Linked DNA regions of Zea mays: region 2 is linked to region 1. The links are chromatin contacts, called in public Hi-C maps. All regions are on one chromosome and are shown on one strand. Each heading gives the region's core, a stretch centred on a gene start, on an enhancer-like site or on the middle of the called end of the contact. The rest is flanking DNA. Distances are from core to core; before and after follow the strand shown.

Region 1 (6,262 bases), core at 1,384-3,883:
GTGCATGAATATTCAATTCACATGAGAACATGCCCCCAAAAACTAACATGAAAAGACTTTCAAAGAAAAGGATAAAGTACCAAACTAGATAAATTACTTCAAATTTTTAACAGACCAGGGAGGATTGAAAATGATACTGAGACTGGATTGCCCTAAAAAGCACTGAAGCTGAATTAGTTGAACAAAAAATGCTATTGTATCCCAGGTTTAGGTGTGTTGAAAGTAGTTTAATAATCAGCAGTTTCAGACATCAAGCCTTCGCATAATACTATAATAGAAGATAAAACCAGAGGGGATCCCACGTTCATCAGTAAGTTATACAAAATCCCAATTATACAAAATCACAGGAGAAAATGCCTCATCAATGTGGAACAGGAGTAGAAAACAGAACCCTTAAATTGTAGAAATTTCAGCAGCCTGAATGTCTGCTAGTAGAAACTAATAAAAAAATCAGATACACACGCTTTTAATGCTTGTTTAGATGCCTCAAACCTGCACCAATTCACATGAAATGCGCTAGGATCCAGGCAATCTAAACACGTCCCAAGTGTTTGTAGAAAGAAAAACTCCAACAAACAACTAAAAAAGGATGTACTCGTGACAGCAGTGTCAAATGTAAAATTATACAAACATCTCCTTTTGATGGATATTATGTGCACACAAACCCAATCAGAGAGTGTCAGCACATTAAAACAAAAAAGTACAGTTTTTTATTTATAGTCAGATAAATTAAAATAAACCCCACAAATGGTAACTAAGCCATCAACAAAGATCACAACATTTACTTTTTTAACTATAGTTAATGCGCTTCACACATCAGATTTAACCAATGAGGCAAATAAATAACATAAATATTGAAGTACTAGCAGATTAGCGAGGCAGAGCTGTTGATGTAGAAAATGGGGTGCTTGGGTTTGTTCAATCATCTAGAAAGCTTCTTAGAGTTGTTCTGTTCTAATGCTTATTCAGGACAAGGAAAATATAGGGCAGTGAATGATGTGAACAAAAACTCCAAGTGATAGAAATACAACTTTACCAAGATACCACTACAACCCCACTAAAAATGTCACACCAGATATCATTTCAAACATTTGCTTCATTTCATATTGCCGCAGATCCATGGCCATGAGTCCATGACCTTAACAACACACGTGATTAATGATTTACTAACAAGGATGCTACATTATGACGAGCATATCAAGAATAAAATTCACTAAAATAAGCATTGATTAACTGCACAACGTTCAAATCATTATGAGTAAGGATGGCATTGTAAGATTAAGGGTCACACATCAATATCCAATGGCTCAGGCATGAGCATGATCAACACAGTGTATTGCTGGTGTCCATATGGTGAGCTTGAGCTATAATGGCGGTAGCATGCCACATAATGTCTCGGTGCAAACAGAAAACCTTAGTGTTGACCTAATTACATGGAGTGATGACAAATGCATGTGCTACCAATGTGTAGTCATGTCAAGATTGTGCTTGGATGTACTAAGCACCAGGGTGCTATCACAAAACATGACTCACTCGTGATCGGTACGTACCAGGGGTAAAGGTCAGTTTTAGCAAAGAGAACTTGTATGACACAACAGATAAAAGGTGTGCCATTAGCAAGTGCTTCCATTACAAAATCGAGGTTTTGTATGAGCTTGTAGCTTTCAACCACAAGTAACAGAAATTCTATGGTAATTCCACGGACATCATACCTATTTATAGCACGATGCTCAAGCTCAATATCAATCTTCCTCCAATCCTTCCCTTTCTCCTGCAGCACCACTTCTCTTGGCTTGGCCTCACCAAATGGGTTAACCTTTGGCCGTGCCCTCGGTGCTCCTTCACTCCCAACTGCCGAAACCTGCGACCCAGGGCTCCCAGGGCGGGAGGAATGAGCGCTATTCGGCCTGCTGGAGTGCGAACTGGTAGGACGGCTGGTCTTGTGCTCAATCTCATTCTCAAACTTCCTCCAGTCCACCCCCTTCTCCGCCAGCACATCCTCCCGGGGCCTTGCAGCCCCGAACGGGCTTGGTCGGTTGCGGGCCACCTCAGCAGGTGGGGTAGAGGCAACTAACGGATCACGTTTAGGAGGATTCAGGACGATGCGCGGCCTCTCCCCCGCCCCCTCGCCGTTGTGTGGCAAAGGGGTGGCGCCACGGACCCAACGGTCAGAATCAGAAGCAGCTGGTGAGTCGCGGAAGGCTGGAGAGTCGCGGAAGCCACCTCCAGACCCGAGGCTGGGGTAGCGCGCCGGGAGCGGCTTCTTGCCGCGCGACCAGTCGTCAATATCATCAGCACGGCCGAGAGGGGAAGGGCCGCCGAACCTATCGCGGCGGCCAGAGTCCGTGGGAGCCGGGGTAAACTTCTTGGTGGCGCCCCAGTCGTCAGCCTCGTCAGCGCGGGAGGGCATATCAAGATCCGAGCTTCTTCCCGGCCCGCGGCGGTCCTCGTCGTCGAAGCCGCCGCGGCGCTCTCCCCCGGGGCCGCCGAAGCCGCTGCCGCCGCCGTAGGAGCGGAACCCGCGGGAGCGGTCCAGCTCCTCGGCCGAGCGCTCCCGGGGCCCCGTGGGCAACAGCAGCATCTCATCGTGGGTCAGGCCCTTGGGCTCGACGGGCGCCGCGCGCCGCTGGGCCGCGGCCGCGCCGTAGGTGGTGAACTCGGACAGCGACAGCGTGGTACCCTTGTTCTTCTTCTTCGACTTGCCCCCGCCGCCCGCGGCGGCGGCCTCCCGGAGGCTCGGGAAGCTGGCGGCGCCGCCCGCGGGCAAGGGCGGCTCGGGCGCCGGAAAGGTCAGGGCCTGCTCGCGCTCTTCCTCCTCGGCGCGCTCGGCGTCCAGCGCCCACGCGCCGGCGCCGACGCTGCCCCATGGCTTGGACATGGCTGCCGCCGGTGCGAGATCTAGGGTTTGGTGGTGCTCGGAGGCGGACGGAGGTGGGTGGGTGGAATCGAGGCGATGCGAATGCGAGGAAGAGAGTAAGAGACGAGCCAGGGGATCTTGTTGGCTGGGATCGGGTGGTGCACGCTAAATCGCGCTGTACCCAGGGGCGGAACCGAAAAACGGCGTGCCCGCCGCACCGCGTTTCGTATGATCGTGGTGGTGGTAGAGTAAATTTCCCATCGATTTTAGACACTTCGTTATAGATGGAAACGGGACGGATATAGTTGGATACAAGATCATCCTGTATTCTAACATAACGTATTTCTCTCATATACGGGATTGGATACGGGTAGTTAAGATTCATGACGGATATATTACGGAACCAGGTAATAATCCGAGCGGGTAAGAAACAGATACTACTCGGGTAGATACCGAATAATTGTCAGGTAGTTCGTCACGATGATATTAATTGTCCAACCATACAACAAATACATAAATTAAGCAAAACATAATCATCTATATGATAGATCAAATGTAGGAAAGGAAACCAATAAAATTGACATCATGCAGTTCAAAGTTACTAATCACGATGACATTATAGAACCAACACCACAATATTAAAAATTCATAAAATATTCTAGTTTCACTCAAAAACTACAAATAAGTTACAAAAACTAATAAACATTTTATACGAAGATAACTCAAGTCCTCATATGAAAATGATAAAGTAAAGTATTAATTATGTTGAAACTTGATACTTATAGTGATTTCATATGTAACTCATACAAATAAGTGAAAGTGAAATATAGATCTTATAATCCAAACATTTTTTATGGTTATATATGAACATATGTTGTGCCTCCGTAAAATTAAATGATTTTTTAGGCTATTTATACATTTATTAAAATTTTTTCATAGAAAATTATCAAAATACAATTAAATCCATAAAATAATGTAACGTCGATCAAAAATTGCAAATAAGTTACCAATACTAATAAATAGTCTCTAAAAATATAACCTTAAGTTCCCACGTGGAGATAACATTAAGCCCCCCACATAAAAATGATAAAGTATATTAATTTGATATAAATTTGGACATTATTTCAATGATTTTGGCCTAAATATATGTTTAAACAAAAAATTGATGTACTACAAAGTTATAGATCTCATCGAGCCCTACAATTTTCATACAAACTTTATCTTCATCCGATTTCATATGTAAAAGTTATGATTTTATAACTATATTATTATGTAGGAAATGAAAAAACAGGTACACGAATTCCGGGTACCCGTATCCGACCCGACTATCTGGTTATTTACCGGGTAGTCATCGCTCTGTATACGACCCGAATCCGAAGCTTTAGTATCCGGGTATTATCTGTATTCATCCCGAATATAAAAATACTCGAATTCGTATCCAAAAAAACGGGTATTTGCACTATCTGTATCCGGTACCCGACGGGTATACCCGACCCGTTTTCACCCCTACACTTCATGACCGTCCCTATAAAACTATACTAGTCGGTTGCCCGTGCGTTGCGACGGCTTACAACAATACCCACGTAAACTGTCAACCAAAAAGATCTCAAGATTTTTTATTGATTGTCCCCGCTCTCTGTATAATATTTTTTTGATTTGGCTAACTGATGTTATTGTTTACTCCATGCAATATGTCTTGGTACAACACGGCCAATGAAGTGAGCGATTAGAAGAGAGTTCACAACGACGACTAACTGAACGAACAGAAATTATAAAATAATATAATTCCACCATACATAGACCAAATAAGAAAAAGATTGTGAGTTCAAGTTTCTAAAATAAGTCACATGAGCTCAAACTTATAAAAAAGGTAGATCAAAATATGGAGTGACTGTTAAAGTCATGCACCAATAAAACTGGATGCGCTTCATATAAATTATGCTACTTCATAGCAATTACTAACGTTTAAAACCAATAAATAATCTTTCATTTTACTGATAGTGTGACAAATCATTGTTGCTCATCCAATTCAGCAACCTCAAACACCATGGAGTCCATTGCGCCAATGTGGTCTCAGAAACGACCTAATGCTTGCAAAAGCCAAGAACGTCGTGCCGTGCTTGGGCTGTAGCCTCGCTCGTAGTGCTGGCCCGACCTGACACGATTATATTTTTTATTTTACAAAAAATGTATATATGTATATACAATTTATATTCAATATTAAAAACATCTGAGTATGATGTTCTACTGGTTAGACACCTTCATCTAGTGTCTCTTGTCCTTCTTCCATCAGGGGCATGGGTTCGAACCTCATCTCATGTACCATTTTTCAACATTTTACGTTGAATTAATCAAATGGCCCGACAGGCTAACGGGCTGGCCCGACATAGTCAGCAGGCCGCATGACGTGCTTGGGCCAGAGTTGTGGCCCGCGGGCGTCTGGCCCGTGCCGGACCGCCGTTTGGCCATCTATAGACGTGCAGCGGATTAATTTGAAATAGCTGTGGGGGTTATTTGTAAAAAATGACGTGGGATAACTGTTGAAACTGGTGCTTCAAATATAGTATAGATATAGATAAATTCTTATATCATACTCATCATAATTATCTCATACTCATCGTAAGTATAAAATTTTTCCTATATCCATCATTATCTCTACTATTTTATATGCCTCTAACATGGGCATCCACATTCCTCGTGGTGAAGCATGCCCCCGCCCCAGCCAGCCCCCCGCGCTACGCGCCCCAGCCAGCTCTGCGCACCCTCCATCTGCCAGCCCCACGCCGTCGAGGCAAGATCCGCGGCCTTCTGCACGCGTCACCCGAGCCGCCCCGCGCACCCCGAGCCACCAAGGCGAGATCTGCAGCCTCCTGCACGCGCCTCTTTCCCCTTCCACGCCTGCACAGGCACCAGGCTCCCAGCCCCCCACCCATGTATGTCGCCCCCACAACCTGAGAGCACCTAGAGGGGGGTGAATAGGTGATCCTGTAAAACTTAAACTTATAGCCACAAAAACTTGTTAAGTGTTAGCACAATTATTGCCAAGTGGCTAGAGAGGAGTCTCAACAAAACACGATACCACAAGAGATCAAACTCAGAGAGGACACAGTGGTTTATCCCGTGGTTCGGCCAAGACCAACGCTTGCCTACTCCACGTTGTGGCGTCCCAACGGACGAGGGTTGCAATCAACCCCTCTCAAGCGGTCCAAAGACCAACTTGAATACCACGGTGTTTTGCTTTGCCTTTCGATATCCCGTTTGCGAGGAATCTCCACAACTTGGAGTCTCTCGCCCTTACACTTGAGATTCACAAAGAAATACGGAGTAAGGGAGGGAATGAGCAACGCACACAAGACTTCAAAAGATCAGAGCAACACACACACAAGCAGCAACAAGAGCTCGCAA
Region 2 (6,262 bases), core at 1,031-3,530, 190 kb before region 1:
CAGGGCACCAAGACCCGGGCGCGAACATAATCACCAGGTGTGCTGGGACCAAGTCTCACACATATGATGAATCATGGCACATGATCGAATGTCACATCTTTACTATATAACAGGAGTTCTATACAAAATAAATAATTACATTATAAGGAGACAACGGTCCAGCAACCCAAAGTTGACTGGGAGACGACGACCTAGACCTCTCACGAACACATCACAGCATCCTCCAAGCGCCTCATCCTGTGGTACCTGTTCTTGACCTGTGGGGGGTGTGAGACAGCAAGAGTGAGCTCACATACGTTCATAGCTCAACAAGTTGTGGGGAATAATGTGCATGAACTCGCCAAAGGTGGGAGCTCACGTGAAGTGTAAGGCTTACCAAAGTGGATGGTTGAAGCTGAGCATTGCTTTTAAAGTTGGTCAAAATTTTATTAGCAATTACTAAGTATAAGTAAATACCAAACCCAATTAAGTAGTAGAACAAAAGTAACAACAACACCCTCAATGCAATGCATATGACAAATTGAATTTAGTTCCATAAATTAATCATGTGAGTGTCCGAGCTGCTCATGACCGTGAGCACAGCTAGTATACCAGTTTTACACTCTGCAGAGGTTGCGCATCTTTACCCACAAGTCATGTTACCCATCTGCCAAGAGACGGCCAATCCCTTACACCTCTACCGAGGAAGCAAGGCAGGGTAACACTACGAGGCCTTTACAAAGTTCCACTAGCTTCAGAAATCCCGCTACAGTTTATAGGAAGCTCCAGTGCAGGGTTCTTGCCTGACCGCCATCGCAGCAAAATCAACCAAGGACCTCCCTACACTGACCACTCCCCTACTGCCCTTGCCCCTTTCGGGTAAGGAAGACCTCCACTAGCTTTCCTAGTTAATCAGCCAAGGGCGTCCCATTAAACCCTTGTGGTAGCACTGTTTTCCCGGGTGGTTCTCCATGTTCCAATTAACATAATGATCTTATCATGAACAGTAATAAACAACTGATAATAAAAGTATAATCATGAATAGTAATGTGTATCTCTATACCCAAGACCACATAAAGCAATAGCAAGTACTACCCAAAAATTCAGTGGTGAACAAGGTATAAAGATAGTCAAACTAGGGTAACCTATTGGGTCCCATCAAAATTAACCTATGCAGATCATTATGATTAATTAGAACATGAGTGGGTAAAAAGAAGTGATCAAGGGCACAACTTGCCTGGCACTTGAGATTCCAGGTACCAACTTGCTCTTCAGGTGACACATGTCCTCACTGCTAAACGTAGTAATACAAACAAACAGTGTATAGGCAAAATTAACATTACACCAAACATAAGAATAAACTGCGTAATAATAATCTATGCGTCGCTATGAGATCGTGGGAACGAGAACCACTAAAATCGGAGTTACGATTATGAAGTTATGGTTTTCCGAAGATCCACGTGGTTAAATATAGAATAGTCTTAGTGCAACATTTTAACCTATATTTCATGACAAAACAAAATTACCAGTTGATAATAAATATTATTGTGAAACTAATGCAACTAGAATGGATAGAGTTACGGTTCTCTAGTTATGAATTTATGGAGTTATTTAGCACCTAGAACAGATTAATTCAAAGGAACAATTTTAATTCAAGTTTTATGGCTAAACAGTGTTATTAGTTGATAGATAATACTAAAACAAAATTATTGCAACTGGAATGACTCAATTTGGAGTTAAAATAAATTAACTATTAATTTTACAAGTTTCTAGCATTTATTTTCACATTAAAATCATTTTCTAAATTTATTTTTCTGATTTTTCCATCTCTTTGGACCGCGCATCAAATTCTGTAAAGTATAGGGGCCCCTGCGCAAATGTTCTCAACACTCAGAACCACACCCGCATGGACGGCGGGTTCTATTTCGTAAAAGCACGGGGACTGTTTAGCAAAGTTGTCAGCCGAAGGGGTTTTCTCATATCTCAGCCGTTGGATTTTAATCCGAGGGTCCAGATTAGATCGCCATCACTTATCAAGCGGTAGGACACGCTAACCGTAGGATCAAAGATCGACCGTCCAGATTTTTAAACACTAAGCCCCATTCACATCCGTCCGATCACGATCTAAGGGCCCATAACCGATCACGAACCGGTACGCGATCTCTACCGTTGGATAAAGATCAAATGGCCCAAGCTTTATCATGCCTTGGTCTAATCCGAACTGCTCGCCAGGGATTCAACGGCCTGGATCACACGGCAACTAGCATACACCTGATTAAATCCACCCCGTTGGTGGCCTAGCAGATCAACGGTCACAAGACCTTCTTCCTCCCCCAGTCAGCACAGGCGGCGGCGCCAAAACTCCCACGGCGGCGACCGATGAGCCCCACCAGACCAGCCTCCTGGAGCGCGATACTTTATCCCAGAAGTCTCTACCCGAAAAAGAGGCTATGGTGAACTTGAGATCACTGGTCTTACCGTACATGGCGGGGCAGTGGAGCTGCCCACGGCGTGGAGCTACCGGCGGCGACAGTCTCACGACGATGAGCATCTCAGGGCACACCCAGGTCCAATCCTTCCTCCCGAAGCTATGAGTACATTCCCGGGGACCCGATGAAGCCCACAGATCCGTCTGCGCGCGCAGAAGGAACACCAAGCAGTGATCCCCCAATCTCTTCTCTCTCTTCTTCGTTACGCGCTCTCAGGTTCTCGCATTCCCGCGGATTCTATCGACCGTGCATGACAATGGGGTTACAGACATTCACTTATATGCGTAGGGGAAGCAGCAGTTTGGTTCCGGCCGGATCGACGAGGTTGTTGCGGTGAATCGGGATCTCAGCGCGCAATACGGTATTCTGTTGCGTTTCTCCGGTGTTCGGTTCAAGGAAGATGACGACCCTGCCAAGGTGGCCCACCAGCAGCAGCGGGACAACGACGCGAGTGAGCTGGTTTCCAAGCCATGATGGGCGCCCTTCGATCAGGTCCCACCGTGTCAGCCGCACAGGAAAAAAAATACAAGGCGAGCTGATGGGCCACTAGGAGGTATTTGGCCCATCCGGCTGATGAAGGGGAAAATGAGGGGACGCGGCCCAGTGCCAGAACTACTCCCTTTTCTTTTATAATTTCCTAGTTTTTTTACCTTTTCCTTATTTTAAATTTTCAAATTTCATCTTTGAGTTTGAATAGTTTTCAACCCTTAATATTTCAAGTCTTCCAGTTAAGTGCACAACTCAAGAAAATCCAGCATGATGCATAATCTAATATATCGATTAGCATGTAAAAAGGAGTATATATGCCTTACAAGTAATGCATGGGCTAGCATAAATCTTAATTTTGTTTCCCACATAACTTATTAATATAATATCATTATGCATATACTTATAGTTAAGTTTTAGGGGTCTACAATAACCCTCAATACTATTGATGTAAAATGGCCGTTCACACTCCAGAGAAGGCAATTCCCAGTACGAGTATGCTACGCAATGACAATTAATAAGAGCCAAGGACAAACCCTATCCAGGGTTGGGCTTTACCTCAAGAAACCGGTCTTCACTCATGGACAACTTTATGTGGCCGTATCTAGGACTACATCCAGAGGTGGCCTTAGAATCCTGATTGAGAATGAGGACGGTTCGTGCGGGGTACAGACTTGAAATGTGGTGTACCACGAAGTCCTCACTGTCGCTGAAGCGGCTGCCATACTAGCCACCTAATTTTTCATCCATCTTTTGTGTTGTACATAGCAATGATATGTAAATACTCTAGCGCTGCTGCTACTCAGACGATTGTGTCTCTTTTCATGCTTGTTATCTTCGTTTTTTCTTGCTGCGTGTACATTATCTTTTGCTTTGAGGTAAAATTGTTCTACTGATGTGCAATACGTATACTAGCCTTATCTATTTCCCTGCTGCTGTATTCTCTAATGTTTATGCCATTTTTGGGTCAACACTGCAGATGGGAGACGTGTTGATTCTAAGCCTGCAGTGTGGGAACCTGTCTGTGACGATATGCGTCCGTGTTTCTCGGTTTTGGGACTTTTCTGATCCTCAGGATGCTGCAAGGCTGCTACACTGTGATATGGTGTTGCTCGATGAAGAGGTAAAGTAGCAACAACCTCTACCAGCTTGTTGTTGCATCTCACCAGTTTGCTTTAGTGGTTTTTCCCCCTGATATGACAATAGAGAGCCTAATGTGCCTTCTTTTTACTAGCTGAATTGTTTCTACTCTTACTAAAGTTTAATCTACATCCTCACCAGTTTGCTTTAGTGGTGTTTTTCCCCTTAATATGATAATAGAGAGCCTAATGTGTCTTCTTTTTACTAGCTGAATTGTTTCTACTCTTACTAAAGTTGAATCTACATCTTTCTATATCTAGGGAAATAGCATACATGCTACGATATACCCACCCTTCATAGAGAAATTCAGGCCACTCATAAAAGAAGGCAGCGTGTACAACATGACATACTTTCGAGTTCGAGCGTCGAACAACTTGTATAAGCCAGTTCCAAATGATATCATGATTACCTTCACGAATTGGACAAAGTTAGAGCAGGTTATTGAGATTCCTCCTGCATTTCCTACACTTACCTACTCCCTCACTCACATAGAGCAGATCCATTCACGCATCGACCATAAAGACTACTATACAGGTAAACGTTGTTACCTATATACTTACGACGCCTGTTTTTCTTTGCTAATATTGTATATACTGCTCGTTTGAAAGCAGATGCCATTGGGATAGTTAATTCAGTCTCGGATGTTTCGCCACATCGCTCCAAAGGACAACAAGCTTCTAGCTTGAAGAGGAACATTTCCATATGCAGTGCAAGGTTTGGACTACATGGTTGTTCTTACCTTGTGTTCTGCTAGATGTATGGTATGTATTTTGTCGTTGTCTTACATATACATTGTTTGTGACTCATGTTCCATACTCGAACTGGAAACAACAGAGGTGCTTCGGTCAATGTCGTGTTGTGGGGTGCCCAAGCCACCCTATTCCCAGGAGAGCGCATATACGAAGATGGGCAGAATTCCCCACAGATTGTGCTATTTGTTGGCACACTCGTCAAAAAATATGCAGGTATATTCACGTAACACTTAGTCTTTTTCTGACTCCCATACATTTATACCTTCTGCCCTTTTTTAGATGTGCTTTGTCTGACTGGAAGCTCACCATGTAAGTGGTACATCAATCCATCCATTCCTGAGGTAGAAACCCTTACGTCCAGGTAATGATATCCTCTTGTTATCAAATATATGCACATGTTGCCTGCTCTTGCCTTTTTCTAATGCAATGCTTCTACAAATACATTGCAAACCAGCGCACGCGGTGATCATAAACCAGTGAAGTGGAATGCAACTGTTACTTCGAGCCAGCTTATATCTCCTGTTGCTGAGGAGCAAAAGGTGTCGTACATCAAGTATCTCCATCCCTTTGAAAACAAGGTACACGACATACCCAGTACCTATTCTATTCTGCTGTCGATAGCTTCCAAATATACACATAATGCATAAGATTACTTCATACTTGGTGCTCTAGATTTCCAGTCAATATAAATTAGTTGTCTGGATAATGTTTTACTACTGCTCTTTATTTTATTTCTATGACCTACGACACTGAGTATCATTGGGTGGCATGTGTTCGCAACTTAACTAGACCTCTTGAACAAGAAGTTCCTCCAGCTGTGCATTTTTAGACTTATACTCTTGGAGGCAGGATGAAAGTCCAGCACAAACCTATTCGTAAGTTGAAAACAGATGGGCAAAAAAACATGTTGGTAGGTTGAAAACAAACGAACAAAAAAAAAACAGAGCTAACCAACATAGATCAAGTGTGAGTTGTGAGGCAATTGAGCTTATGCTTATCCTTACCCGAGCTAACCTAGCTTCTTTTGACTGGCCAGTCTTGACATCACTTTTTAACGATCCCTGAGCCTATAAAAGATCAACAAAACAATGGGAAATAAACAAGACAACATATTCAAATATCAATCAGAACAATTTGGTCACTGAGTTTCCAATTTTCTGCAACATCTTCCTTAATGAAATGAGGTGCAGCTCTCCTACATAAAAAAGGTCTGTGGCTTACCTCCTCAAGTTGGTCTTGTTCTTTCACAGAAATTGTATCAGTTTTTTGTTTGCGTCGATCTTCTATGCTTTCTAATGAATCTGAAACACTCGCTTTCTTTGATTCCTACAGTTTGCCAGTAACCTCTGTATTTGGCAATTCAGACGCATTTGTGTCCTGGATAACAGCCATAATAGTCTCTCTCCTCCAAATTAA

What was found. Hi-C and Micro-C count contacts between places; a contact is called where the count stands out from the background.
Region 2: a contact with region 1 is called in a Hi-C map of endosperm, with 2.4 times the contacts expected there. The contact joins the promoter of LOC103641769 here to the promoter of LOC100284982 in region 1. A contact is called at or near these places in 2 of 25 Hi-C or Micro-C datasets (endosperm and leaf).

The regions. Positions count from the first base shown.
Region 1 is chr10:127,927,586-127,933,847 of Zm-B73-REFERENCE-NAM-5.0, reverse strand. It overlaps LOC100284982 (eukaryotic translation initiation factor 4B), which reads right to left and starts at 2,633. Exons shown (of 3, transcript NM_001157877.2): 1 at 1,713-2,633. The coding sequence starts at 2,581.
Region 2 is chr10:128,115,609-128,121,870 of Zm-B73-REFERENCE-NAM-5.0, reverse strand. It overlaps LOC103641769 (putative replication protein), which reads left to right and starts at 2,280. Exons shown (of 13, transcript XM_008665101.4): 1 at 2,280-2,684; 2 at 2,757-4,077; 3 at 4,355-4,628; 4 at 4,706-4,808; 5 at 4,929-5,059; 6 at 5,126-5,207; 7 at 5,301-5,424. The coding sequence starts at 3,850.